Regions from separate parts of the Triticum aestivum genome. Here region 1 is linked to region 2. The links are chromatin contacts, called in public Hi-C maps. All regions are on one chromosome and are shown on one strand. Each heading gives the region's core, a stretch centred on a gene start, on an enhancer-like site or on the middle of the called end of the contact. The rest is flanking DNA. Distances are from core to core; before and after follow the strand shown.

Region 1 (2,756 bases), core at 3-2,502, 49 kb after region 2:
CGCAAGTCGACAATCTCACCACAAGTAGAAAATATCTGCTGATGAAATGGTCAGTCCAACGAGTATGTGGCGACCAGAAGAAATGAAAAAAAAACCCTTTTTTCACGAATAGATGAAAGTTAATGAATCAACTATGTGACTATTATTAATTTACAATGGAGAAAGTATACTTAAAGCTCAGCAGTCCAATAACCAATAATTGAGCAAAATTTCTAGCCATTGTAGTACTACATATTTCTGTTATTACGAGCTAGAACACGGCAATATTGCCTGCAGACAGATTTACCAAGCCACATCCAAAAATTACAGAACCAGTTAAGCTTCTGGTAGATACAAAACATGGTTTAGGTGTGCCAATACATTTGATTTGAGTTGGGCATGTCTTACACAACATCCACAGCTAAAATTGGCGAGTAAACCGTGCCATTAGCAGGATTTCAGATTAACCTACAAACCAGTTGGTCACCCCCTGTTGGATTGCAGAAAACTAATAGGTGGAGATAAACAATACGAAACGGTGGAATATATAATGCTACCAGACAGTTATTCAGCTGACAATATACTGTTCCTAAACATGGCTTCTACAAATCACATCGGAGATGCAAGCACTTGAGGTAATAGCCTGTCCTTGCGCAGTACACCATTCCTGAATGACACCAACAAGCAACACCTCATACACAAGTGGGTGTAGACAAAACCAACCTCTCGGAGTGTCCCCTCCGTCGCCGACCGCGGCAGCCCGCCGACGAACACCTCGGCGCCTTTCACCCGCCGGTCTGCACACATACCAGCACGTCATTCAATGCAGAGCGCAAGTGCACAGCCACGCCCAGAATCAGATCCCAAAATCCCAGAACAAATTCGCTAGGCTTCTCCGCAGCAGACTACGCGGAATACAAATAAGCCCAGCAGCCTCACCTTGCTCGTCGTAATCCCCTTGCGCCGCCGCCCTCCTGTCCTGAAATCCCCAGGAAAAAAAACAAAAACAAAATCAGAGACGAGGTCATCTCGGCAAAACCTGCACCGAACCGCGCCGCGACGACCGGGCGGAACGCCGGCGCCACGCGGCGTCGAACCCGGCCGCGCCTGCGCGAAAGGAATCGAGGAACGCGACGGGAATTCACGGGCTAGGGGAGTGAGTTCCGAGTACCATTTTTGGTTCTTCTCTTCTTCAGCCGAGAGCCCGAGACGAGACGCAAAACAGAGTGCACGGAGCTTTCTCCTTTCCCCTTTATATTTCCCCCGAATTATCGTTTCGCGTTTTTTTTTCTTGGAGAGAGACGACTGTGGCTTTATAACCAACAGGGCCCGCGCGGCCCGGCCTGTCGGAAAGCATGCATGCTCCGGCCCGTCCTGGCAAGGTTACAGGTGTAGGCCTCCGTTCTTTTGTTTTTTCTTTTATCGCAAAGAACGAGAGATGTTTTTTGAACTTGGAAATGAGATATGTTTGTATTAATATAAAGGTTGACGTGTAACAAAGAAAGAGCAATACACAATGTTTAAACCTCATTCCTGCTATTTATACAACGGCAAAAGACACAATAAATATGTGCCTATTCATAGAGGCATATGGGCGCAAAATAGTTTCGCATGGAGGGCTCCATCCAACTATGAACCAATGCACGCACACCACGCGTAAGTCACCCAGGTAGTTGTTAGCTGTATTTCCTTTTTTATTTCTATTTTGTTTTTTGGTATATGGTTAAATGAAGTCATTAATTTTAAACAAAATCCAAATCAATTCCATGATTTAAAAAAATCAAAATAATTATCATAGCAACTTAAAAACGATATGTGTTTCTTTTGGGGTTCAGTATTTTCATATTTGTTAGATATTCATTTATTGTAGTGACTCTTTAGTGTTCCACACAAGATTGCAATGCAACTCATAGATATTCACACATAAAAATAAAAATAGTCATATTTCAGTCATTTCATAACCTTTCCGAAGCCATTTTCATGGATATTTTCATTGTTTTAGTTATCAAAAACATTTCGTAGACATTTCACACAATTTTAAATTGTTTGAAAATAGTTTACGTTCGCACATGTTTTAGTTATTCCACACATATGTCAACTAATTTCAGTTTTATCAGTCAATTTCAAAAAGGCATTCCACATGCATTTTCACAATTTTTCAATTTTTTTAAAACATGCTTCAATTGTATGATGAATTTCAAAACACATGATTTAATGAAAATTTCAAATATTCAAATGTTTTTTTTTCATTATATCATCTTATTTAAATAATATTTCTCGCTCGGCTTAACAATAATTTCAAGTTTTCAACAAAATTCCATATTTTGGTCATATTTAAAAAAATATGTGTTCTTAAAAATTATTTTAAACTTCTTGAAGTATTTAGAAAAAAAATCTTTTTTGGGAAAATATTTTTATATTCATTGTTATAATGTATTATTTTGGGTATTTTGCAAATATTCCTAAAAAATGATATACATAGTTCATACGTCTCAAACATATCCATAATGTTTGCTATGTTCATTTCACATAGTTTTGGCACGGTGCACATGCTGAAAGAACATTCACATGCTGGAGGTGTTAATGCAACTCTCACAAAAAAATGCATGCATGCATGTATGCACAGGAGGTACATGATGACATTAGTTCTTTCAATGGTACTTCTCAAACTTTAAAGTGTTTTTACTCTTAAATTGTGTATTTGATTTGTGATTTTTCTTCAGTGTCACCTTTGTCTCGACGAAAGCTTTGATACTAAATGTCATATGTGTAGGTAT
Region 2 (3,091 bases), core at 209-2,708:
CATTGCCAATTACATGTAATGATAGTGAATCGGTACCACTTATAAGCTCAAAGTCTTCTTCAGATTGTTCATATAAAGAAGCAGCAGCAGCAGCACCAGGAAAACAACCCCTCTCTTCACCTCCACCTCTTGGAGAAAATGATCCTTCAAGTTCAAAACTTAAAGAGGAAGTACCTCATGAACAGCCTTTAGATCCTCCTTTGGAAGCATGCAAGGAATTCTCGCGGCATGAACTGATCAATGAAACCCCACCCTCCACAGTTCGTATAAAAGAACATGGAACCATTCCAACCCCACCACATCCACCCAGCTGGCATAGGGGAATTTCACCTGTTGATATACTTACACCTCAACCCTGTCACCCACCTTCAACACCACCTGCACCCCCGCCTTTGCCACCTCCACAACCTTTGCCCTCACCTTCAGTTACACCCTCAACACAATCCTTGTCATCTCCCCATTTACCTCAACCACCAGCTCTTCATATAAATGATACATCATCCCCGTCTGCACCACCACCATCTCCGCCACCTCCTCCACCTCCGCCTAGAGAACATGAAGTAATTTGCCCTTTGCCTCCAATTTCACCTAAAAGGCATGATGTACCCTCACCTTCACCACCACCTCCTTTTGGACAACATCAAGCACTTTTGCCTCCTTCCATTTCCCAGGATCATGTAATAGCTCCACCTCCACCTCTAACAAGGGATGCTGGAATTCCGCTGCCACCACCACCTCCACCTAGAGAGAGCGCTGGGAATTTCCCTCCTCATCCTACTGAAGGAAGCCCATCTCCAACTCTACCAGAATGTCAAGTCGGAGCTCCAATTCCTCCACCAACTACTTTTTGTGAAGAAAAGGAAAGAATTCCACCTCCACTTTGTCCTGAAGGAAATAAAACAACTCCACTGCCTTCACTTGTTAGAGGACGAGAAGGAACTCCACTGCAAGATGGATTTCAAGGTGGAGCTCCACCTCCAAAACCACCTCTTGGAGTGCATGGAGGGGCTCCATCGCCGCCACCACCACCTCCTGTACCATGTGGAGTGGCTCCACCGCCGCCGCCACTTCCCGGAGGATACCAAGTGGCACCTCCACCTCCTCCGCTACCTCCTGGAGCCTCTGGTGGGGCTGCACCGCCGCCGCCGCCACCTCCCGGAGGATATGGAGGGGCACCTCCACCTCCTCCTCCACCTGGAGGAATCGGAGGAGTTCCACCTCCACCACCGCCTATTGGAGGGCTAGGAGGTACTCCAACTCCTCCACCTCCCGCAGGATTTCGAGGTGGAGCTCCGTCTCCTCCTCCTCCTCCCGGAGGATATGGCGGGACTCCGCCACCACCTCCTCCTAGAGGGCATGGAGGAGTAGGTGGCCCCCCTCCCCCTCCAGGTGCACCTGCTCCTCCAATGCCCCCCGGAATACCTGGTGGGCCCCCTCCACCTCCTGGAGTACCTGGTGGGCCCCCTCCACCTCCTGGAGTACCTGGTGGCCCCCCTCCACCTCCTGGTGGACGAGGTGGCCCCCCACCACCTGGTGCAAGAGGTCTTCGTTCCTTGGGCGCAACCTCACTTACTGTAACACGGAAGTCATCTCTAAAACCACTGCACTGGGTCAAAGTAACAAGAGCAATGCAAGGAAGTGTATGGGCAGAAATTCAAAAGCAAGCAGATGCTGATAGGTACTCTTTGTTATTTCAACTGTTTGATCCAGAAGATATGAATTCTCGTAAAATGCTCTGATAAGAAAATGTCGCTATCAGCTCAATTCTCGCAAAATATATAATTAACGTTCATTCTTATTCTGCTAACTGATAGCACCATCTATGCAGCAATTCCGAGTTCGATGTGAATGAACTGGCGTCTCTTTTCACTATCGCTCCAAAGACAAAAGGCGGCTCGAAATCAGAAGGGGCTGGAAAATCTCTTGGTTCGAAAACCGATAAAATTCACCTGGTAACTTACTCCAACAATTTGAAATACTATAAGCAAAAGCGCCGCCAGTGTTCAGTCTCTCTCATCTAGCTAGGCTATGCCACTGAATTTTTTAGTGGCATCAAAGTTTATGGTGCATAGCATGTCAACATCATGATTTTTTGTACCTTTTCTTCATTAATAAACCCTGTAATATCCTTTCAGAGGACAGGTTTTTACAGCGCAGACAGAGTGCAATACTCTATTCAATTTCATAGTATGTTAATTACTTTAGGTTTAAACAAGCAATACGTGATGATTGCTCTTTAATATGATGTGTCACATGTAAGGTCATGCACGAAAGTAGTGTAAAATTACCTCCTCCAAGTTACAATGTGAGACTGAAGTCATAGTAAAGTTGAGAACATGCACGTTGCGACGGCCTTTCTCATGAACTAACTTACTGTAAGGAAAGAGCATAGGTGGTGTTTCACTCGGTTTTGCATTCGTAGCATGTCTTTATTTTTTGCTACCTCAAAGTAGCTTGTCTGACTGCTTGCATTGGACTCTTTTAGTTGTATTTTCTTTCTTACAACAAAACTTGTGTCCCTCTGGTGCAAATAAAACCCTGAAAGTTTTGTTGGTGTCCTTGAAAAATCCACAGATTGATATACGACGGGCAAATAACACAGAGATCATGTTGACAAAAATTAAAATGCCACTCTCCGAGATGATGGTAAGTATCTCCCTACTAGTTGTTGTCTCTTTGTATCTAGAGAACATGCAAACATCGCATGCACATATAATTTCATTGAGTAAGAGCAAACATACATACAAGAAAGGGAGCTTAGCAGCAAAGCCAGCAAGACAAACACCATAAGCAACCATGGTAGCAAAGAGGGCACATACTGTCATTGGAAGGGCAATCCTGTTGATTGCTCAAGTTCTTTCTAGGTAGTGTTGAAGATCCAGCATAGCTTGTTTTCATCAGTTTTATTTAAGTGTTAGCATGAAGATTGGGTACTAACTCAAATAAATTATCAATGAGTTTTAGTAATTTTTTTGCCACTGGGTTCTTTCACCTGAAAAATTGCTTGGAGGTCCTTGGCATATTTGTTTTTCAGAATCACATTATTTTGATGAACTTGAGAACTCAGTTCACGGCTAAGCTGCTTCAGTTT

Evidence for each region. Hi-C and Micro-C count contacts between places; a contact is called where the count stands out from the background.
Region 1: a contact with region 2 is called in a Hi-C map of leaf, with 2.4 times the contacts expected there. The contact joins the promoter of LOC123110634 here to the enhancer-like site in region 2. A contact is called at or near these places in 2 of 5 Hi-C or Micro-C datasets (both in leaf).

Annotation. Positions count from the first base shown.
Region 1 is chr5B:104,076,712-104,079,467 of IWGSC CS RefSeq v2.1, forward strand. LOC123110634 reads right to left here and starts at 1,253. Exons shown (of 18, transcript XM_044531196.1): 1 at 1,151-1,253; 2 at 919-958; 3 at 703-776; 4 at 1-35. The coding sequence starts at 1,153.
Region 2 is chr5B:104,027,508-104,030,598 of IWGSC CS RefSeq v2.1, forward strand. LOC123114683 (formin-like protein 12) reads left to right here. Exons shown (of 18, transcript XM_044536122.1): 4 at 1-1,678; 5 at 1,829-1,952; 6 at 2,575-2,646. Among protein-coding and RNA genes, the nearest start is that of LOC123114683, 5.7 kb to the left of the region's middle. Within about 2 kb of position 1,459, at least 5 of the 8 cell types and tissues checked have an H3K27ac peak or open chromatin away from gene starts, as enhancers often do. A contact at or near this core is called in leaf, where this site is marked.